Linked DNA regions of Mus musculus: regions 1, 2, 4 and 5 are each linked to region 3. The links are chromatin contacts, called in public promoter capture Hi-C maps. All regions are on one chromosome and are shown on one strand. Each heading gives the region's core, a stretch centred on a gene start, on an enhancer-like site or on the middle of the called end of the contact. The rest is flanking DNA. Distances are from core to core; before and after follow the strand shown.

Region 1 (4,656 bases), core at 400-2,899, 1.6 Mb after region 3:
ACTACCTCCCTGGCTAGATGAAATTCAAATATTTCAACTTTACCATTTCCTTTTTCTTCTAAGAGTTGAACATAAGCTGACTGGGTCTGGGACAGCCTGGATTCATGGATCTATCATGACAGAACCCAGGAAGCAGTATATAAATTCTGCTTTAAACACATGAATGATCTAAGGAGTGTTTAAAGTACTGACAGCGGACAGAACAGCTAACATTATGCACATCTGGTCCTATGCTAAAGTGTTCATTTGCATTGCATATGTTATCCAAGGGCAAACCCACACTGTGTATTATTGTGGTCTTTACGTTGGATACCAAGGCTCAGAAACACTCAGTAACCTGCTCATAATAAGCTGCTCATAGTAAGATACCTGTCTGCCGTGAATTCAAAGCCAGTGTTCTTAATTTCTGCCACTGTTCCCACTCTCATTGAAAGTAACCAAACTGATGCCACAGAACACTAGAACAGCAGAACTCACTGCTTGTGTCTTTAACATTTGCTATGTTCCATTCACGTTGCGTAACAATATATATTACTCCCCTAATAATGCATTTACTACTCATTAATGGGCATTCCTTTCATTTCCTTCCTTAGTGACAATGGGTAAGTTATTTAACATCTGAAGTGCTGGGGGGAGGTGTTTGTTTATAAAACATGGATAATCCAAATTTCCTAAGGTTTCTGTGACAACTTTATAGCACATTACCTGTATGTTCTGTATGCAAAACACACACAGGACATGCCCCAAACAGAACCTCCCCCCCCCACTTGCCTAAAGTTGACTAACTCATTCAACACTGCTTGAAGAGGCCATTAATTTGCAAGGCAGCTACTCAGAAATACCCTATGTCCATACTCTGATCCAGATGTTTCGGAATCTCTTTCCACTCGAGCTGCAAGCAACTCTCTTAAAGGATAAACACCAGTTTTCAAGAGAAAGGATGGAGGTCTCAGATAGACACAGTGTGCAAAGGTCAGATATGGCTAGTGTGTGTTTCCAAAGGGACGATACCAGTGGCTGGATGTGTGGAGTATAATTGAATCCCTAGTTAAAAATTAGCATCCTGCTTAAGAAGGCTGTGGTTTTTTTTATTTTAAAATATATATCTTAAGTGTACACTGGATGATTTCTTTACATAGGAATACACCCCTGTAACCCCACCCAAGACAAATATGTAACGTTTCCGGAACCCCATAACCCCCACCACCACCCAAGAGTGATTTAAAATCAACAGAGAAATGACCTCTAAAATCAGAACAGAAAGCAGAAAGTTAAAAAAAAAAAAAAAAAAAAAAGGCAATGCTGGCAGCAAGAAGGTGGGAGATGGGAACGGCCATTTGGGTAAGACAAACCCGATTTCTGGCTTCTTTCCAATGGTGCGTGCAGAGTGCTTCTGTGCACTCACGTTCATTTTGCCCATCCGTCCTCACAAGGACTGCGACATGGTCCACACTAAATCTTGTTTTCCATGTGAGGAAACAAACTCGTTCAGGGTTTTAGAGAACAGCTCCAACCACAGCAGAACTAGCTGCAGGATCAGCTCAGCAAATCCATCCACGTGGCAGAGGGACCTGGGAGGGCCAGGCGTCAGGTTACCAAGCAGCAGCGTGACAGCTCGTATAAAAGCCCGGACCAGCTATCCTGGAACATCAGGAATCAACTCTGCCGCGCTCTTTTGAATTTCTCCGCGTTTCTCCGGGTTGGAAAACCATCTGACTCTGAATACCAGGTATATGAATGGGAATCCAGTTCCCTCCTGGGTGTTAGACCCAGGTGGCCCGAAGCTCTCTAGAAGGAGAAACCATTTCTGGGGTGTGTGTGTGTGTTCTCGCGCAGAACTAGAGTGTACTAGACACTTAAGGTTTCAGGAAATGAGTGCACAAATGATCAAAGCAAAGCGCCTCTTGGAACTAGGGACAGAGGCGCAAGTTAGAAGACAAAGGTAAAGAGGTAGGACGGAAAAGACTGAAGCAAACTGCAAATCTACCTGGCATCTGACTAGAGACAGGGTGGGCGATATACGATTGTTTTTCAATCTGTAAAAACAGTTTGTAATTGTGGTGAGGGATGCATTTTGTCTTGTAAGGCTCAGGACAGGACGATGTCAAAGAAAAGAGACAGAAATTCCTGCTTTCCTCCAGACTGTCTCTGACTGGTATGTGTTTATGTGTTGCAGGCAGCCTGGAACAGGATCACAGGGTTCAGACACTAGCGGCCAGATGTGGTGTCTGGAGCGGCTCTTGCGGGACCGAGATGGGTTTCTCCCGGGGCGCGTCCACCGCTCCAAAGCTCGCTCATCCGCTGCGTGCGCAAACGTGCTCACTCCAGACCGCATCCCAGAGTTCTTCATCCCGCCGAGGCTGGAACCTAGCACGGCCTGGGCTGCGCTGCGCGAAGCCTGGGCTGCAGACACGGAGGCCGACGACGGCGCGGGCCGCACAGACTGGGACCCGCGCTCCCAGGCTGCGCTCTCGCTGCCGCACCTACCCCGCGCGCGCACCGCTTACGGCTTCTGCGCGCTGCTCGAGAGCCCGCACACGCGCCGAAAGGAGTCGCTCTTCCTCGGCCACCCAGGTGTCCCGGTCCGCCGGCCTGGGCTTCGCCACCGCACGCACACCTACGCGAGCCCCCGCCGAGTCCCGGACGCTCCGCGCCCTGCCCCGGGCGACCCAGACGCTGCCCGGGTCCCGACGCCCACTCCTGCTCCCAGCAGACGCCGCCTCCTACGCTCCCCGGGCAAGCTGCTGAGCCGCGCACTTCGAGCCCCTCGACGTCTGGCCAGCGCGCGCCCCCCGTGCCGCGGCGACGAGCACGAGCGCGCCGCCTCCTGCGCGCCCCCGGTCCCCAGCAGCCCGGATCCCGAGCGCCTGCAAGCTGAAGCCAGCGTGGCTCTGGGCCGCGGGGGTTGCACGCTGCGCCTGGCGGCCGAATACTGTCCGCGCAGCGCCTGCCTCCGCCTCCGCCTGCTGCGCGCTGAGGGCCCGGCCGCCGCGCTGGAACCCCGCGCCCTGGGCTGCCGCCTCAGCCTGGTGCTGAGGCCGTCGGGCCAGCAGCGTGCCAGTGTGGTCCGCCGCAGCCGCAAGGCCGCCCTGGACCAGGACTGCTGCTTTGACCGGCTCCCGGAGGAGCAGCTGCGCCGCCTGGCCGTGCGCATCAAGGCGGAGAGCAAGGGACGGCGGCTGGGCCAGGGCGAGCTGCTGCTGGGCTCTCTGCTACTGCTATGAGCGCGGCTTCCCTGGAGCCCTGGACACCTAAGGTCGCTTGGCCATGAGATGCACAGAGACTCTTGGCCCAGAGACACTTGTAGCCTCCTCTTGGTCCTGGAACACTTGCAGCTTCTTGGCCCTGAGACACTCTTAGGTTTTGGTCCTGGCACACTCTCAGCCTCTTGGCTCTTGGACAATGACTGACAGCCATTTGTACAAAATAAACATGTGTTCATTTTTCTAGCCAGGGCTTTGTTTCAGTCCAATTCTGGCAGAGCTAATCCTAAATTATTATAGTAATATACGTCGCTTCTTTTTGTGTGGGCAGACACCTTGAAATTTCTGTTGTGCAATGGGGTAGTGTTGAGCAGTGTTCCCCACTGTAGGCAGCAATTGTATTTAATCTGTTCACACATTCCAACTGGAAAATAGTTACTGTCGATGTCAGACCAGCCTCGTTTTTAAAGTTCATTTATTCCATGGCGTCCTTTGAGACTGATAGTGTCAGTTACTTACGATGCATTAAGATGTTACATAAGAAAGGCCAGTGTCTAGTAACATTGATGAATGGGTAAAGGTGCTTGCCACCAGGCCTCATGGCCATAATTGGAATCTAGTGAAGATTGTGGGACCTTCATGAGGGAAGGAGAGGAAAAATCCCTGCAAGCTTTACTCCGGGGTGACCTCACCCCAACCCTAATAATAGGCACGACTATTCCCATCTTGCAGATGAGAATACTGAGGCACAAAATAAAGAAAAGTCGGGGGTTGAATGTTGGACGTCAGTATTAAAATGCTTGTCTGGGAATTGGGGCATAGCTCAGTTAGTAGAGTGCTTGCCTCACACATACAAAGTCCTAGGTTCCATCCCCAGGACTGTATGACCCTTAGTTCCTATCAACACACACCTGTAATCACAATACTGGAAGGAGAAAGCAGATGTGTCAGGAGTTCAAGGTCATCCTCTGCTATGCAGGGAGTAAAAGCTAGCATAAGCTAAATGAGCCCCTGCCTGAAATAAACAAACAAACAAATAAATATTCATCCTCCAAAAGTGTCTGAAAAAAATGGTTCTGAGTTTGAAATCATATTCCCCATTTTCATCAGGGAAAGCAGACTGGTGGAAACGGTGACATATGGACAAATGCTAATGCCATCAGTCTGAGACTGAGGAAAATGCTAAGCCACCTCAGACCCATAGGATCCAGAACCCCATTTCCACTGACTCCCGCTGAGCTAATCCGCCATTGCAGCACACTGGAGAGCACACAGGATGGTGTTCTACCTCTGGCTTCTAATAAGCTTTCCTGTGTCCTAAGGATGGTTTTCCTTCATCCCTCATACTCACTATCAAGCTGGGTTACTCCTCCCTTTCTTGGGCAGGTGAGTAGAAGACATGGCCTAAGCAAGGGCAAACCACATTAAAATGTACAAGACAGCATAAACGGTG
Region 2 (4,369 bases), core at 1,704-4,203, 1.5 Mb after region 3:
GCCATGCAAATTCTCTCACTATCAAACATATATATTAAAGAAGTTAATTATCTGCATAGGAATTCTACCATAGCGTTCAGTATTTGAAATTTGAGCTGCAGACCCATTTACCATTTAGTCAAAGCAAATCTAAATTGTGCTGAAATTAACATAAACTCCTGAAGAGTTATAAAGATATAATATTTCATTTAAAATACTGAAACTGTTGCTAAATATCTGGTACACATCCTAGTGTACTTAAGATTTCCATTCTAAATCCTACAGCAAACAGCCTTCAGTTTGCTTTTGTGAAGCTTCGGGTTTCAGCTATACAGGACAACAGACTAGAGAAGATTGTACAGTCAGGAGGACAGGAGAGGGAACGCAGGAGTTCCTCCTTGAGGCTATGGATGAAGTATTAAATATACACACACACACACACATATATATGTATGTGTGTATATATGTATACATATATGTATACATATATACATATATAATATATATTATGTATAATATTATATATATATATATATATTCCATCTTACTGCTTCTTGCAGATTTGAAACTCTCTGCTGTAAGCAAGAGAAAGCCCTCAGTTGGGAAACACTATTACTGTACTAAAAACTAAGGCCAAAGGGAGGGCAGTGCGCATTTCCCAGTCACTGGCAGAGCTGAGAATTCTACAGGGGCAGTGAACTGTGCTGGCTCACTCACAAACAGCAAGCTCCCAGCACAGAGTTTTCCAGGAGACACTCAAAGACTCAGTGAATGAATGAATGGCTGCGGAGGGTGGAAAAAGGAAGAGATGGCAAGGGTATGAATGTGAATTACATTTCCATATTTCCCAAAGGACGCACACTATGCAGTGGACTCCACTCAAAGCTCAGACATAAATAAGAATATCAGTTTCATGAAGTTAAGTAAAATTAACCATGCATACCCACCAGGCTTGACGTCCTTGTAAAGCAAGTTTTCCAAGCCATACATGAACTCCCCTGAGTGTGCACCTGCATCCCACGGCAGCAGGAACCAAAACGCAAAGCATGGTAAGACACCTTTAGTTTTGCATGGGAAATGCACCCAAACTTAGCTTCAAAAACTCAGAAACCACATTGCAGGACATGTGAAGAGGCAGGGGCATAAAACCATCTTCCCCAAGGAAACATTCTTTCAACATATAAACCTTCCTTTTATATTCAAACAAAACTCCCATTGTGAAAGTTGTAACAATCAAATTGGGCAAGGCAGGTAAAGAGCATTGACGGCTTGGGTCTCAGTGTCATCTCGAATTTTCAAACACAACACAAATCTGCCATCTGGGTTCTCCTCCTGCCTGTCCTGTGGCCCACTTTCATTATGTTCCCATGATGCGTGCCACTAACTTTAAAGTCAGATGAGAAAGTCTCCTCTTAGTTCACTGTGTAACTTGTTCCTTGCAGACAAGCTGCCCGCAGACTTTACTCACTCGAGTCAATATGGCTAGACAACTCCCTCTCCCACTTCTCTCCCTAAGGAAGCCCAGCCCAGACTGCAACTTCAGACTTCAAAGAAAGGTTATGAACTCCCCCTCCTCAGCCGCTGGAGGCTAAAGTTCACCTTTGCACTGGCAAACGTGGTCCTTGACCTCATCGCCCGGTCATTCAAATCTCTTTAAAGTAATCTCACCTAGTTTCCCAACCGTACATGCAACCAATCTCTCTCTCTGTCTCTCTGTCTCTCTATCTCTCTGTCTCTCTGTCTCTCCATCTTTCACTCTCTCTGTGTGTCTCTGTGTCTGTCTGTCTGTCTGTCTCTCTCTCTCTCCCCTTAACTTCCAGCTGTTCCCCACATGTGCTCTGGGTTTTTCTACCCTGTCTACCCTGCCTCCCCGACCTGGAGAACTCTTTCCTTCTCTCTTCCATGTTCACAGAACACACTGATCTGCACAACTTAACAGTGTCATCCCATTCTGAAGTCTCCTAGCACTCTACCTGTGCATTGTTGATGAGACTTAGCACTTTCTCCTGTTCATCATTGAACAAACACCTTCTTGCCCAATTCAAATTGCCTGATATCAGAGTTCCATTTTCAGCAACATATAAGAGCATAGTGCCTCAAAATCACCCAGAAGCTAGCAGACACAGCATGCAACAGCTGAATTCTCAACCTCCTTAATACTGTGTTTTGAGTTTTTAATTGTTGTTTGGTCCGGTAGGTCTGGAAGGCTGGGGGTTTCTTGGGGGGGGGTGGGGGGACTGTGTGTCTGTGTGTAGTGTGTGTCTGTTTTGAAACAGTTCTATAGTCAACCTCTCCTGCCCCATCCTCCTGTTAGTATGAACTACCACTTCCAGGATCTTGAATGTGATATTCTAAGCCCAGGGGAAAAAAGAAATCTAGCATTCAGCCTTGAGCGAAATTTCAGTCACACTGAGAGCTAGTAGATGTGCCCAGCAAACACAGGAGGAAACAAAAGAACAGGCAAGGCAGCCATGGAGCCATGGAGGCGCTAACTCAGCAGAGAAGTAACAGGACAGGCTCAGCAAGACTACGTGTGCAGACCCAAACCCTAAGTGAATTTTAAACTACACAGGCACCGAAAGTGAAGCTCAGTAGTAGAGCTCCTGCCTGGTGAGGAAACGAGGCTCATTTATGCAGCACTGAAATAAACTAGAGGGGAAAAAAAGAATTCAGAAAGAAAACTCCAAGAAAAAAATAATAAGGCATATGTAGAGAGAACCAAAACAGGAATTAAAGCAGTTGGAAAACACCTGGAAAACCACCAAGTCATATGTGTCAAACTTAGTGCATTTCACAGCAGATTAAACAAAGAATGAAAGGGAATGTTTACAAGTCAAGAAAAACAAGACCTCTAGAAGGAAGTATAATCGTAGTCTGTCAGTAGACCTTTCTACTGAACAATTACCTTGTCATAGGAGGTAACTGGCCTAAAATTATGACCCATTCAGACTTCGCAAAAATGCAAGGGCATGTCTCTGTGGCCTTTGGACTCGTGTCAACACAAGGCAGGGGGTTGGGGTGAAAAGAAACAACAATGGCAGACGTTAATGAACCAGAAAAGAACAGCACTGAGACTCCTAAATCATAACCTGGCTTAAAAGAACAGGGTATGAAGGACAGCAGAGTGTGCACAGGGGACTGCCACCTATCACCCTAAGTGTTATGGGGGCCATTTGATTGTTAAGTGTATGTATATATTACCTTGCAAAATTAACATTTTAAATGTGGAAGCTAACATAGGAGAAGCTGTATATGATGGCTTCCCAAGTACAGAAAGCCACTCCAGAGAAATAAAAGGGAAAAAAAAAAGCTTATCTTTATAGCTAAGCAAATTCTATAAAATTGAAATAAAAAACTTCAGATTTTTGTTCCAAACAACAGTAACAGCATTTTTTTTTTTTTGGTTTTTCGAGACAGGGTTTTTCTGTATAGCCCTGGCTGTCCCGGAACTCATCTATCACCCTTTATACTTTCTACTTTGTACACCAGGATGGCCTCAAACTCAGAAATCCGCCTGCCTCTGCCTCCCAAGTGCTGGGATTAAAGGAGTGCACCACCACTGCCCAGCCAGTAACAGCATTTTAAGGAAGCTATGTATTTTAGAGTAAATCGACATGAGGGTTTTATCTTCGCTTGTATTTATCTGCCCATGCAGGCCAGAGCATCCCCTCTCGTTATCTCCCTGAGTCCCTACACAGGCAATGGTACCCCAGACTTTAAAATCAAGAAAGACTGGGAAAGCAAGTCTAAAGAAAGTGCGATAATAATGTAGTAACTATTAATGAATATGGTAAGATGAGAAGCAGTTAACCAATGGTCACAATCCCCTCAGGTATCAAATAACAAATATTCAATATATCAGATATTTATATCACAGTTCATAACCACAGCAAAATTACAACTGTGAAGCAACAATGAAATAACTCTATTGTAAGAGGTCACCATGTCATAAGGTCACAGTGTTAGGAAGGTTGAGAACCACTGATTTAAAGGATGTTTATCACTCAGATAAAAAGCTCACAAGAAGATGATGCATATCCAACAGAAACTAGGAAAGAATATTTATAAACATGGTCAAAATGATAAACCAGTTTTCTTCAGTTATAGGAAAATAATCTCTCATCATATTCCTCAGTTCCTAAATTAATCTATGTTACATTCAGAACCCAGTACCTGAAGCTGAATTTCACCTTCTGATTTTTAAATACATTCTGACAAATCTGAAAACTCATCACCCAAGAAGCTGCCATGTTTGCATTTCCTACTGCACAGGCCTAACAGGCCTAACACAGGACAGGCTCCATAGGTGTTCACCCTCCATAGAGAAAGCACGAGTCTCCACCAGACACAAACACATCAGCGAAGAGCTGACTTATTATGCCAATTGAAC
Region 3 (4,557 bases), core at 1,080-3,579:
TATTTACATGTTTTACTTCTTAGATAGCTTTAAGCTTGGAGCAGTGTGAAATTCTCAAGGTCCATAGTTTGTTTTCCTGTAGTATACAAATAACTTCAGAAGCTTGAACAGTAAAGGTGGGACAGAATGACATTTAATCAAGGGTCTGTCAGGGCCAGGGCTCACCTCTGGCATGAATGGTAATGTTAAAATGTAACAACTTATTTTTGATTTGGGTACTATTGTGCCAAGTGAAAACACTGGCCCTCCTATTTACTGTTAACTTGATCTGACTTGATAAATGGGGTGAATGACAGGTGTTTCCTAAACCCATCTCTAAAGTGATAAGTTCTATAATATCAAAATTAGTTTGAGACTAATACAGCCAATGTTGGTTAAATGAAAGAAATAAAGAATTGAAGTACTGAGATTAATTTAAGGATTAATCTGTGGGAATGGAAACTGTAACACTTCAAAATCACTTTGGTATCACAGTGCCAGAGGTGTGGGGGAGCATCTGCACAGCACAGAACTATCTAGGGAATACCTAGATATCATGAGAATACCTAGTTCTAGTACTAGGAAGAATTGTAAATGATTCAGTACAGGTTGGACATGGTGGAACACACCTTTAATCCAGCACTCAGGATGCTGAGGCAGGTGGATCTCTCTGAGTACAAGGCCAGACTGATCTCCATAGTGAGCTCCAGGTAAGCCTGGAGACCAGAGAGACCCAGCCCCCACCCCACCCCAAAATATCCCATTATAATTGAGACTGATACGTTATGGTCAATGTTACTTGAGTGAAGGAATTAAACTGAAATATTGACAACAATTCGAGCACTTCTCCACAAGAAAACTGTAATAATGATATAAAATTATAACTAAGAACTTGAGTGTTAGGTTGTCATTTTAGGAATTGAAATCTTTCCAGCTAGGGGGCTGGAGAGATGGCTCAGCAAATGTCCTGAGTTCGAATCCCAGCAACCACATGGTGGCTCACAACCATCTGTAATGGGATCTGATGCCCTCTTCTGGTGTGTCTGCAGACAGCTACAGTGTACTCATATACATAATAAAAAAAATCTTTAAAAATCAGTCAGCTATAACTCAACAAACTTGGTATATGAACAGGGTAATTTCTGAGACCCTGGTGGCTAAAAATTATAAAATCTCTCCAGGCCAGAAATCTCCTTTCCTATGATACCCACCATCCCCAGCTTGTTCCTTCACAGTGGATCAGGAAGAGGACCAACTCACCAGTTCAGCCTTGGTTCACTCATGGTTATGCTAGAGCTCATCTTCCTAGAATTCTCCTTCACTCTAGCCCACAATTATTTCAGCTGGGCAGTGAAGGCTCCCAGAGAGTGAGGGTCGGATCCTTCCTAGAGTCTACAGTTAACTGAAGACAAACAAAAGGTCAAGATCAAACCTATATCACCTTGGGTCATAAAAAGCCTTTGCTTGATTAGCATCTACCTCAAGTGACTAAAACACACAGGCAGGCAGAACGATTCTTTGTAGCAAAGATCCGTTCCCTTTAACTTATGCAAGGAGTGTTAGCCTCAACATTAGCTGAGTTAGTAAGACCCCAAACCAGAAGGGTGCCCTGTGTTCTCGCATTGTTTACATTATGGCAGGGCTGTCTTCCCTTCCCCTCACTCCCTTACCACCAATACAAATCGTGTTTCCATTTCCTCTAGTTATATACAGCTATGGAGGCGGTCTATGACATGCGATGCACACAGAAAAGGCTCTCTGGATCCCAGGGACCGTGTCCTTTTCAAAGAGAACTTTGCACTTGTGACACTCAGGTGCGAGCAACTCCAGAAAACAATTCACAGGCACCTTTAAAGGTGTCATCGGAATTAACGCTGTAGCTTGACTTCTTCACTCACGCTGGGTGTCTGTCCCTGTCATCCCGTGCGGCCTTGAGATACTTAGGAGTCCAATGCAGGAACTGGCCTCTGGGTCCCTATGGGGTCTCAGGGGCGTCCCTCTCCGCCTACCACCTACCTCTCCTTTCCCCTGAGTGTGGGGCTGAGGGGGAGGGGAGGGAACTACAGAGAAGCAAAGGGAGACAAAAGTATCGGGGAAGGAGAGGGGTCGAATGAGGAAAGCCTTAGGGCCTGTGAGGGAAGCCGCCGAGGAAGACACGTGAGGGAAGCCGCCGAGGAAGGCCTGTGAGCAAAGTCCGGTGAGGCGCTGCCTCAGACCCGCGTCGCCATGTTCCCTCTCCCGCCCCTCGCGTTCCCGACGAGCCGGAGTCGGCGCGCAGCCGCCTTTCCGCCCACCTCAGGGTCCCAAGCGGCTCTGGCCCCCGAGAAAAGCCGACGCTTCCACACACGTTTTGTGCTGAACTCACTGCTGCCCGCCTACGAAGGCCTCATTTAAAAGCCCCGAGGGCGCCCGCACGGCCGCGCGTGATGACGTCACGCGAGCGCCGCGGGACGGGCCTGCGCGCGAATGCAAAGGGAGGACTGGCCACAGTGTTAAGGGACCAGGTAGACCCAGGCTGTAACTTCAGGCTTCCCTCATTCTGATCCTGACTCGTCAGTAGTTTTTATGTGTGTGCTTGATTGTCTGTCTGTCTGTCTGTCTTAGAAATAGTGTCTCAAGTAGGGCAGGTTCACTTTAAATATCCTATGTACTCCAGCCAAGGCTAACCTTGAACTTCTCATCCTTATGACCCCCACATCCTGAGTGTTGGGATTACAGACATGCACTACCACCACACCCCATGTATACGGTGTTGGAAAGGGAACCTAATCTTTCAGGATGACAGGCAAGCACCCTACCAAGTTACATATTCAGCCCCTATCATCAATTTTTATTACATACAGATAAGGGTTTTGGAAAGGTCTAAATAAGACAAAGAATGAAGCTATATTTAGCGCACTACTCAACACATACTAGGCTCTCATTACACCCAAAATCTCCACTCCACTCTCTTTTTCATTTTAGAGATAGGCCAATGTCTGCTAGTGGGCCTTCGAGTCTCTCACGCTATTCTTGCAGCAATTCATTAAAAAGAGATGGATTAAGCACAAATATTTTCTGTTTGGTGTTGAGTGCAAGAAGGACCAAAACTAAAACCGGCTTTTCCAGAACTTCTGATTTTTGGGACTCTAAGTCATCGTGTGTAAACGGATCAAAAAAGAGAGTGACGAGCCACTTTAAGTGTTACTGGGGCTGGAGAAAAGGCTTGGTAGTTAAGACTGTTTGCTGCTGTTCTTCCAGAGGACTCAAGTTCAGTCCTCAGCACCCACATGAGGTGGCTCACAAACATTTGTTATCCAGCTCCTGAGGATTTGGTACCTACCCGCTGCCCTCCTACCTGCTGCCCTCCGAGAGTACCCAAACACATGTGGTACACACATGGAGACATTTAAATAAAAATAAATCTTTTAAGACAAGATGTTGTGGCTAGAACCATAAATGATGACCCCCTTTTAAGCTGGGTGTGGTGGCGCACGCCTTTAATCCCAGCACTCGGGAAGCAGAGACAGGCAGATTTCTGAGTTCGAGGCCAGCCTGGTCTACAGAGTGAGTTCCAGGATAGCCAGAGCTACACAGAGAAACCCTGTCTCGAAAATAAATAAATAAATATTTAAAAATAAAAATAAATAAATAATAAATAAATAAATATTCCCCTTTCAAGTTTACTCATCTTAATCTTCCCTCTTTCACTTGCTTGAAATATCTGATTCTCTTCTATATGTCTTTTGTGTATTTTCTAGTAACATTACTGTTTTAACACACCCATGATGTTATCTTTCTTTCACTTCTGAGTCCCCCATGAAGTATCCATTGTAAGGTAAGGTTGGTAGTCCCCAGTTTCCTCAGTTTTTGCTTATCTTGGAAGATCTTTGTTTCCCCCTCATTTCTGAAGAATAGCTCTGCTGAGTATAGTGATCCTGATTGGCAGTTGTTTTCTTTCCTGACTTGAAATATGTCATTCTGTGCTTTCCTTGCCTGTAGGGCTTTTACTGAGAAATTTCCTCTTACTCTAATGGGGCTTCTATTAAATGTGATTTAGTGCTTTGCAGATTTTACAGTTCTTTTCTATCACGTATTTAGCTGTTATCTTGCTGCTGTTCTGGGGATTTAACCCCGAGCTTTAAGTATGCTAACCAGGCATTAGCGCTGAGCTGTAGCCCCAGTGCTGCCCTATCCTCTTGACAGTGTGGTTATGTAATGGTGATGGTTCTTTCTGCTCATGTCTTTTCTGGGGATCCAGAGGTCTCCGGTTTATGAGTGTCCAATACCTTTCTGAAGCTAGGGAAGCTTTCTGTTAGCATTTCATTTAATGACTGTTCTACACATTTAAACTTTATTCTCTTGACCTGGGTATGGCAGTGATAGAAATGTTTGTCCCCCATTCAATGCTGTCTCCCAAAATCTTGAATGTCCTTTTTTTTCTCTTTTGTTCTGAATTTGATAGTTTGAAAGGTATGCCTTTAAGTTCTCACAGTCTCTCTTCCACTTGATGTGCTCTGTAGTTGAGGCTTTCACGTGAATTTTCTAAAAGATATTTATTTTTAAAATAAATTATTTCAGGTTTATGTGTCTTGTTTT
Region 4 (4,760 bases), core at 669-3,168, 1.5 Mb after region 3:
CCTTAGTCACATTTCAAAACTTCTAACTAAAGAGAGGAGAGTGCCTAATTTCCTGATGATCTGTAAGCAGCTCGCTAGGAGTGCATTACCCCACCACAGGTCTGTTCCGCTTGAGCAATAGATGCATCTGCAGTCACTGAGCCAATTACACAGCTGTCTGCTTCAAATAGCCTGCCCAGAGGGAGAGCTCCTTCCTCAGCCTGACTCCTGAGAGGACTGCCAACTGTGGCTCAGCTCTCCTACTGCCCACCCTGAACCCTTTGCCTTCTGGACACTGCCCCGGAAGAGGCCGTCAGGACGCGGCTCCACCCTCTGCTTCCTTTTCCCAGCTGGAATAAAGGCTCCGTTCAGTTTAACGCCTACCTGTTCCCAAATGCTGAGACTTGAGAGGAAAATCCAAAACCTCACTTTGGTTATTTAGAGCAATCAAAAGATAGGTAGGTAGATAGACAGATAGATAGATAGATAGATAGATAGATAGATAGATAGATAGATAGATAGATAGATAGATAGAAGATAGATAGACAGACAGACTGACTTTTTGTCAAAATCTATAGCCCAGAAATTGACACTGTAAAATTAAACTCTATAAACCATGAAAACTAAGATGGTTTCCATCCAGAAAACAGAAAAAACATCCATCAAGATCTCAATGCCAAATTATTGCCATTCTGGGTAGCCATATAATACATATGCAATAAGTCTAGAGTTAGTTCAAGTGAACTGAAAAAAAAATAGGAGACAGAGACAGAGAGAGAGAGAGGTGCTCATATACCTACCTGAAAAGTACCAAAATCTAAAATGAGAAGATTTGACTTTTCATGGTGAAAACCTGTCTGTGGAATTATCAGGTAAGAAGGCTTCAGATTTATCCTTAAATCGAGAACTTTCCGAGTCTCAATGATATGCGTAAGTCCTAAAAGAAGGCCAGGGAAACAATGATGTGGTCAAGCTGTACATGGTGATACTACTAACAAAAAGACTAAGAATTTCACTTGAAAGATATCAAGTAGTGTCAGTCCTGCCAAAAGCTGCATTCTCTCTCTCTCTCTCTCTCTCTCTCTCTCTCTGTATGTGTGCGTGTGTGTGTGTGTGTATACATATGTACATATGTATATGTGTATATATTACATATGCATATTTTATACATATTAATATATATTATTATATATTACAGTAAATCCTATATAACTAGTATTAGGTCTAGGCATAGAACGATTTGCAAGCTGATTGTTAAGCAACCTGACGTAACAGTCTGCTGGGTTCTTTAAAACTAGGCATGCACAGCACCATGAACGGCTCTGAAGAGTGGAGGTGGGGGTGGTGCTCCACCTCAAGGTCACTCTAAAGCTCAGGTTCTTGGCTGTAACGCAGGAAAAGCATCTCAACGCTCCATTACTCTCTTCCTCTCTACCAAGTCTATTCAACTCTGAGTTAGCCATGTCCAATGTATGATATAGACAGAAAAGAAAGCCTAAACTACTTTAAACACACTGTTTCCATTAAGATGGCCACCTTTGGAGTTTAGCTGGTGCTGATAGACACACTAAAGATTTCACCTGTAGCTGTCCTCTCTTTAATCTCTTCCAGTTTCATCAAGGTAGCTGATGTAATTTGCTCAAGATCCAACCCCTTATTTGACTGAAAGAATTCAACAACAGCATTGATAGTTTTCTGTAAAAGAAATTTAAAACACGACAGGTTGTACATTAAATCTATGTTACAAATCTGAAGAATTCACCTCATTTATAAACAGCTATGGCTTTGAAGCATGGGATCCAAAGCTATTCTGTGTTACTACTTCCCTTCAAGAGTGAGAGACAACCATGAGCAAGGACCAGCCTAGTGAGCTGATGGGAGAGGAGATATGTCACAGCACTGGCAAGAGGTCTAAGTGGGGCTTGTGGAAGTAGCAACTGGCACGCCCTCCAGTTTTAGCCTCCAGTTAGAGAGGAAAGCCTATCCCTCAACACTAAACTTGGATTATGTCATACTTTGACATTTAGAAAAGAAATAGAGGAAAGCTATTCACTCTTACCTACTTATAAGACTTGATTATAAAAAATATGAAAGGTTTTATTTGACAAAGAAAGTTCTGGAGTTGTGCAAGAACTTAAGTGTCCAAGAACACTTGGGTCACAATACAGATGTGGCTGTGTTAAACAAACTGCACCACATTCCTAAAATGTGTAAATTACTAAAATGTGTACAATGGAAAGTCTGGTCATGGGTATTGCCCTGCAATGTAAAATGTTTTCAACTTCATTCTATCACTGTGTGTGAGTGCTTGTGCACATGTGAACACACATATCATAGCACATGTATGGGGATCAGAGGATAGCTCTGTGGAGTCAGCTCTCTCCGACTGCCTTTACTTGGGCTCCAACCACTGAACTCAGATCATCAGGGTTACATGGCAGAGCCTTTACCCTGCGCCATCCTTTCAGCCCTAAAAAAGGAAACTTTTAAATTCATTTTTCATGTCTGTATATGGCATATGCATGTGTAATACATAATCATGTGTGTATGTGGCTGAGTGCACCCAGGTTCATGTGCAGAGGACAGAGGAGAATATGCTGCCCTGTTCTGTCACTCTCTCCACTTTATTCTCTTCAAGCGGGGCTTCTCATGAACATGGAGCTAGGCTGGAGGCAAACAAGTCCGACCAATCCTGCCTGCCTCCCACAGTGCTGGGATACAGGCACCTGACCATAGCAGTCCCCTACTTGAAGGCCGAGGATGCAGACTCACTCTTGTATTTCATAGCACACTCAGTTTCCCCGTGCACTTACATAGTAATTCATCCCTCAACCCTAGAGACAGCTTCAAAAGCCGCTTTCTGCCTGCACTTACAGCGTCATAGATGACCTCCACGGGCTGTGACTGAACAATCAGAGTCTGGTCAGCAGGACTGTTCTCAGGGTTGGTTTCAAACTCAATTTTGAGCAAGGACGATGTAGTGTCACCAATGGAAGCCACCAGTGATGGCACAATGTCTTGTTGTCGCAAACCTGTGACGTACCAGTGTTCTAATTTTGCTTCTATCCTATCCAATGAGGAAAGAGCAAGCATGTAACAGATAAAATTAGGGCTATCTCTTTGAAAATTGCCCTGACAACCAGCCCTATGCCCAAAGTTACAGTTCATCTTCTTAAGCTGGCCTCCATTTACCTACAAAACCTGCTTTTGTTGCTGAGAGTCAGTGTCTCCTTAGCTATTTATCATCCACAGGAAACGCCTACATTAGTCAACCCCAGGACATGGCATAGGTTCCCATCACAGGGTTTAGACATAGATAATGCTATCACCATGTTTCTACATCACTCCCACATCCTCTAGCTGCCTCCTGCTTCTCTTGGAACCCTTCCTGTTCAGCTGTCTACACCTCCTACTGTTTCAGTTTCCCTCCCCCACAACTGAGCTACACAGTATACCTGTCCTATTCATGCCATGCTCTACAGTAAACTGTCTAATGTGTGAAAGTCTTCAATTAGCTCTTCTGCATATCCTTTTATCAGATACAATATAAATGTCCTGAACACAGAAATGTATTGTACCCTAAGCCACTGCCACAGGGCAGACACTCTAAATAAAACACTACCTGACAAACACTTGCAGAAAGGAGAGAGGACAGAAGAGTAAATTACACAATTCACAATAAAACATGCAAAATAAAAGAAATGAAAGAAAAGCTGTTTCTCTTCGGTATTCTTTCATGTTGCAGAAGATGATATATTTAGGGCCTAAAGCCATAAATGAAAATAAGTTCTTAAAACTTACTTCAATGCTTGTGCTCCTGGTCGCTGGGAGACTTGGGTACCCAAGCCAATTATCTGGACTCTCAAGATTTCTGGAACATTCCTGTTTTCTCTTATTATAATAGAGGTGCTGACCAACTTCAGAGTCAGTATATGGGCCACATACTAAACAGGAATAAATAAAAACAGTTAACATGCAAATGACTGCTAGCTTTAATGGTTTCTCTTTAATTAAATATGGTGCCTTATCAAACAATTCAACAAAGCTTGTGAGTTCCAGCACCTAAATACTCTCCATGAATAAACAAGACTAGAAAACTCAATGAAAGCCTATCAGACAGACCGCACACTTAGAAATGATCCAAGTTTGTCTGCTTAGTTTAAAAGAAACAGTGACAGAAGCAGAGAGTGTCCACCGAGAAGCCTTCACCTAAGCAAACTACGCATCTCAGACCAATGCTCTAGCTGAAGAAAAGAAAAACTAAGCCTGCTGGATGGCTGTCGAATTACACACACACACATACACACATACACACACATGCACAACATACACAAACACACACACACAACATACACAAACACACATACACACACACACACACATGCACACACACATTGCCATTACACACAAATATGTGTGCCCATGTGATACTCCAAACCAAAAACGTAGTTGAAACAGCCACTGGGGAGATGATACAGAATTTGGGGATGTATTTCCCCTCGAAGAATATTAAGTTTTAAGAGCATGAAGGCAGCCTGTGAAATAAGGCTCCCAAGAAAATACTAGAAATCAGGTCCTAACACAAGGCAGGGCACTGATGAAACGCCCTCTAGACTGACTGAGACCCAGGAACAGCTAAAGAGAATTAGAGGAAGCTCTCCGGGTGAAGAGTGGAGAGACAGAAATGCAGGGAGCTGAAAGGGGGATAGCTCACATTCCAAAGGAGGACCCAGAGAGCAGTGGGGCAGAGACTACTCTCACTGACGAGACTTATGACATTC
Region 5 (4,801 bases), core at 2,134-4,633, 1.8 Mb before region 3:
GATGGACAGATGGACAGATGGATTGACAGACAGCTGGGATGCAATGGATTGACTAATGGCTGCATGGATGGAAATTACCAGTAGCCCCATGCATCCATTTAGAACATTAAAGGGGAGAGTGTTTCCATAAAGATGGAGGAAGGGCAGAGAGACAGATGTACACTACTTACCCCTCTTAGAGTACTTGGGAGGTTTTGCTTGGTGGCTGTGAGGAGTTAATGATTGACGATGAGCTATGGTGATAGTGAATAATAGATGCTAACCTCCTTCACCTAAGCATGAAATCTCTATTTCTAGGCTCTTCACTCTCTCTCCCGGTCAGTCCTAATGGCTCCATTGGTCATCTCTCTGAACACAGGCACCCTTTGCATGTGGGCCCATACTGCTTCCTGCTTCATATCTCTCCCATGCATGTGTGGTTTCACATCACACAAGTGGAATTCATAATCTCCACTGCAGTCCTGGGCTTCTCCAGGGCTCCTCTCCTATCGCTTTGTGCCACCTGCCCCAGCCAGCTAAAGACCCAGCACAGCACTTTGACGGTTTCTTTCCTTTTCTGTGTCTAACCTACCAGCCCTTTCCGTTTCAGGACATTTAAACAGCTTCCACTTCTTCCACTATGAAAACTGCCACTCAGTTTTAGAGTCATGTAACACCTCTACATGAATCTATATGTGGCTATTTAATCCCCTCTCCAGCTCACAGCTTGGATTACCTTCCTTAACTGATTAAACTTGCTCATTGGTAGTTTAATGTAAGTACTTAGGGCACTCTCCTTACTGTCACTCCGTCCCTGTCATTCTTCTGCCTCCCCATAGCACCTTGTCTTCCCCATAGCACCCCGTCTTTGTCTTGTTTGTGATCTGTTATCTGTTGTTGTTTTGTTTCAGGACAGGGTTTCCTCTGTGCCCTGATTGTCCTGGAACTTGCTCTTGTAGCTAGGGCTGGCCTTGAATTCATAGATCTGCCTGCCTCTGCCTCCTGAGTGATGGGATCAAAGGTATGAGCCAGCCCAACTTGGCTTGTGACCCATTGATTTTAACCAGGACTGTCTGTGTGGCAATGAGTTTAGAGCTGTGCCTTAGAGCCTGGTGGGCAACCATTTGTTGCACAACTGAATCCATCTGTAGCTAAGTTGTCAGGGACAGCTAGGAGAGGATGATCTTTTTAAAAACCCAAAGATCTGACGACCTCATCGACCTGTCTAATCTACTCCAATGATTTATGACACTTTTAACCTGATACACAATTTACAAGGCTCAGTATAGTCTTGTTTCTCCCACCCCAGCTCATTCTTCACACTGTTCCTTCCTTCACCCTGGAGGCTAACCACAGTGGGTGTTTCTCTGGTTCTTTTATAGGTGTCATTTTGCCCCCCCATCCCTCAAAGTCTTTCACACCCACTTCCTTCCCCATTTCATGTGAATAGGCCCTGTGCCTCCTGATCTCAGCTTAGACATAACTTCCCAGAAGACACTGCAGAGATCTCTCCAACAAGGTGGACTCCGCTTGCCGTATTTGCACATGGAAATACAGCCCCCGCCGGCAGAGCATGTGTCCTCGGCTGGAGTTGTCTGTTCGTGTCCCTGTGTGATTGTGTCTAATGTTGGTCTCCGTCATAGCCAGCCCTGTGACAAGCAAGACTGCCCCGTGCTTTTGCTACAGGCAGTGCTTGGCACACAGCAAGTATGCCATAAATATTTGTCAGGTGAGTGAGCGTGGACTCTGAAGAACACGCTTTGTGTCTTATTAGCTGAAGTCAGAGCAATAAAGTCCTGTTCCTCTGGTCGAGCCACCAGGACTTGGGCATAATGTGGTCATAGGAAACTCTCCAAGACAAAGCTATCCATGATCACCTAACCAGGAGTTAAAGCAAACTTCTGGGTGTTTCAGCTACATCCTCATCATGACCATTTAATCAGGAATTAAAGTCGAAATGCTAGATTGTTTTTTATTTATTTATTTTTTAAATTTATAGTATTGACCTCTTCGGTCTGAACTGTAAACTTTACCTGCAGCTTAGGTGTTTGATCCTGCCTCTGGGCTCTTCCCAGCTGCTCTGCTCACAGCCTCCCCTCACCCCTTCCAGCCTGCCTCCTCAGCTGGAAATGATTGAGGGCCTCCTGCAAAGGTAGAGGAGGGCCCCAAAGAAGACTGGGAACTGGGCAGGCTGCTCTGAGGGAGGGAAGGAGGGTGGGAGGGAGGGAGGGAGGGAGGGAGCATAGCATGGGTTCAAGTCAGTGGACTGCCTGGGGGTGTTTAGAGACTACTGCCTCCAATTCCGTCTTTTCAGACAAACCAGCTTTGGAAATCAGGGCTTGCTTATTGATCAGGTCAAGAAGCTATTATAAGATGTAGTCTGTTGCCTGTGAGGATGTTAATTCATCAGATTTAAACTAGATACCTTAGTGGGGCATAGTTACTCCTCTCTTCTTTAACTGGGATGGGATTGACTGGTCAGAGGGCTAGAATTCCAGTCCTCTGCTTTCTCTATCTTTCTGATTCTTGAATCCTAAACTCTGTTTACCAGATAGGGAGACCACTTCAGTGAACAAGAGGGAGTTCCCATCTTGTCCCATAAACACCTTAACACCCTCCCCTCCCCTCCCCCCTCTTTCCCTCCCTCCCTCCTCCCCCCCCTTTTTTCCTCTCAAGACAGGGTTTCTCTATATAGCCCCAACTGTCCTGGAACTCATGTAGACCAGGCTGGGCCCTTGAACTCACAGAGATCAACCTGTCTCTGCACACACACACACACACACACACACACACACACACCTCACCCCCCACCCTACCCCCAGCGCTGGGATTAAAGGCAGCACTAACCCAATGCCCCATAAACTTACATTTCGGAGCCTTTAAACTGCCCTTCCATAAGTTAATTTAGTTATTTCTGGAGCCCTTCAGAAAGACTCCAGCAGTCCCATGAACTCCCCGAGGCACTACTAGAGCCAGCCTAGTCTCTTTCCCTTACACTCTCCAGTTTGGAAGAAAACCTTCAGGAGAGAATGTTCACAGTGAAGGTGTCTATACCTGATTGAACTATTCTAAATTACACCCAAACTGCCCACTTCCGAATAGGAGAAAACAAATCATCAGAAGGCTGAAGTTGTGTAACAGGTAAATCTCTTCTGGACCAAGGCCCATCTCTGGTTTGGCAACCCAACCAACGTAGCATCTCTTTTCTCATCTCCTGGAAAAAAAAAAAAAAAAGAAAGAAAGCCAACAGAGAAAAAGTAGCCAGAGAACAGAGAATAAAGGTAATGATTAATCTGTCAAGTACAAAAAGAGTCATTTTGAGGATTTGGAATTATAACTCATTAATGCAAACAAATAGCAATGAGCTGGGAGGGAGGGAGGGGCTGACAGCAGAGGCAGACAAGGATTAAGTCACAGTTCCTAATTAGGACAGGCTCTCTGACACAGTCAGGTATCTCTTTAGTCGCCTCCAGAGATCCGTGCAGAGCTAAGTGAGCTTGGTTTTTTTAAAATTCTTTTTTGTTTGGTTTGGTTTTCATGTGGTAGTGAAGGCAGGAAACTGAGCGAGCAGACCTTGGTGGAAAGCTTACCTCTGGCAGAAACCCCAAGATGCCTTCTGAGAAGGACCGAGCCAAGAAGAACCTCGTGCAGAGGCTGGCCCTGAAGAGCTGTCTGGCTAAGGAGACACTCTCTGAGTTCCTGGGCACCTTTATAATGATTGTGAGTATTGCTCGATTTCCATTTTCCCAGTTCAGACCTAACCCCGCCTTCCTGGCTGCCAGGCGTCTGGAGCAGGGCGTTTGTTTTTTTGTTTTCCCTGATTATCAGTTCCAGTCCCTTCTAGGAGGCAGCAAGTCACTTTCTAGGTTACTTGACTATTTGGTGACCATTAAGAGCTTCGTTCGCTCTTAACGTGTAGCCAAGACAGTTGATAGGAGTGGAGAAGGGGGAAGGGGAGTACTTCTTCATTTTAAAATGTCTCAAAGTGGCTTTTATGATGAAAGAGTTGCTAGACATTGCTTCCCATTTGGTGACTGAGTCATCTGAAACAAACATTAATGGTCAATAGATAGCGTGGAACAGGCTGCCAAGAGAGGTGCCTGGCAGTTTTGTTTGTTTGTTTGTTTGTTTATTTATTTATTTATTTATTTGTGTGTGTGCACGAATGCACACAAGTGCATCTGAAAATGGCCTGGCAGTTTTATTTATTTGTTTGTTTGTTTGTTTATTTATTTATTTATGTGTGTGCACCAATGCACACAAGTGCATCTGAAAATGGCCTGCTGGAGTCAGCTCTCCTTCCACCATCCTTCCACCATGTGGACTCTAGGGATGGAGCTCAGGTCATCAGGCCCGGCAACAGGGACTTTTATCTCGTGAGTCATCTCACCGGACCTACTTAGTAAATCAGAACTTGGGGTTAGTATGGTGTGTGTGTGTGTGTGTGTGTGTGTGTGTGTAGCCTTGTGTTGGTTTCATATAATTTCTCCCTTTTGATTGAACTTGACTTGAGCAAATCTCTCAAGGTCTTTAAATTGAACTTCATAGAGTTAAACATGGACAGGCCTAAGAATCTCAAAAAGAGATTGGCTCAGCTATGAAAACAAACAAAACAAAGAATAAAACAGAGACCAGAAACTATTGCTACTTTCTGAACTGGTGTGAGCCCTGGCCTCAGGCTTTTTTTAAAATGGGACAGCTATTTATTTCTATTTATCTATTTATTTATTTATTTATTTATTTATTTATTTATTTATTTATTTTGGTTTTTCGAGACAGGGTTTCTCTTTATAGCCCTGGCTGTCCTGGAACTCACTTTGTA

Evidence for each region. Promoter capture Hi-C pulls out the DNA fragments that hold promoters and counts their contacts.
Region 1: a promoter capture Hi-C map of erythroid cells shows a contact between it and region 3, with 14 times the contacts expected there. The contact joins the promoter of C2cd4a here to the promoter of Ice2 in region 3. A contact is called at or near these places in 10 of 39 promoter capture datasets (the 3T3-L1 cell line, the HPC-7 cell line, embryonic stem cells and 5 more), 3 of 115 datasets of contacts at active chromatin or transcription factors (embryonic forebrain, embryonic midbrain and large pre-B cells) and 1 of 9 other capture datasets (macrophages).
Region 2: a promoter capture Hi-C map of liver shows a contact between it and region 3, with 2.1 times the contacts expected there. The contact joins the enhancer-like site here to the promoter of Ice2 in region 3. A contact is called at or near these places in 5 of 39 promoter capture datasets (the 3T3-L1 cell line, the C10 cell line, hippocampal neurons and 2 more).
Region 4: a contact with region 3 is called in a promoter capture Hi-C map of hippocampal neurons, with 8 times the contacts expected there. The contact joins the enhancer-like site here to the promoter of Ice2 in region 3. A contact is called at or near these places in 7 of 39 promoter capture datasets (the 3T3-L1 cell line, the C10 cell line, hippocampal neurons and 2 more) and 2 of 115 datasets of contacts at active chromatin or transcription factors (large pre-B cells and stem cell-derived neural progenitor cells).
Region 5: a contact with region 3 is called in a promoter capture Hi-C map of liver, with 3 times the contacts expected there. The contact joins the promoter of Aqp9 here to the promoter of Ice2 in region 3. A contact is called at or near these places in 5 of 39 promoter capture datasets (erythroid cells, hippocampal neurons, liver and 1 more).

Annotation. Positions count from the first base shown.
Region 1 is chr9:67,829,323-67,833,978 of GRCm38.p6, reverse strand. It overlaps C2cd4a (C2 calcium-dependent domain containing 4A), which reads left to right and starts at 1,649. Exons shown (of 2, transcript NM_001163143.1): 1 at 1,649-1,729; 2 at 2,177-3,447. The coding sequence starts at 2,220. The coding sequence ends at 3,224.
Region 2 is chr9:67,862,800-67,867,168 of GRCm38.p6, reverse strand. Vps13c (vacuolar protein sorting 13C) reads right to left here. Exons shown (of 85, transcript NM_177184.4): 6 at 927-989. Among named protein-coding and RNA genes, the nearest start is that of Vps13c, 25 kb to the right of the region's middle. Within about 2 kb of position 2,953, at least 13 of the 459 cell types and tissues checked have an H3K27ac peak or open chromatin away from gene starts, as enhancers often do. A contact at or near this core is called in liver, where this site is marked.
Region 3 is chr9:69,395,770-69,400,326 of GRCm38.p6, reverse strand. It overlaps Ice2 (interactor of little elongation complex ELL subunit 2), which reads right to left and starts at 2,329. Exons shown (of 16, transcript NM_145618.3): 1 at 2,274-2,329; 2 at 1,240-1,381. The coding sequence starts at 1,280.
Region 4 is chr9:67,892,244-67,897,003 of GRCm38.p6, reverse strand. Vps13c (vacuolar protein sorting 13C) reads right to left here. Exons shown (of 85, transcript NM_177184.4): 19 at 3,781-3,923; 20 at 2,854-3,046; 21 at 1,560-1,674; 22 at 780-916. Among named protein-coding and RNA genes, the nearest start is that of Vps13c, 54 kb to the right of the region's middle. Within about 2 kb of position 1,918, at least 16 of the 459 cell types and tissues checked have an H3K27ac peak or open chromatin away from gene starts, as enhancers often do.
Region 5 is chr9:71,161,871-71,166,671 of GRCm38.p6, reverse strand. Aqp9 (aquaporin 9) reads left to right here and starts at 3,383. Exons shown (of 6, transcript NM_022026.3): 1 at 3,383-3,699. The coding sequence starts at 3,589.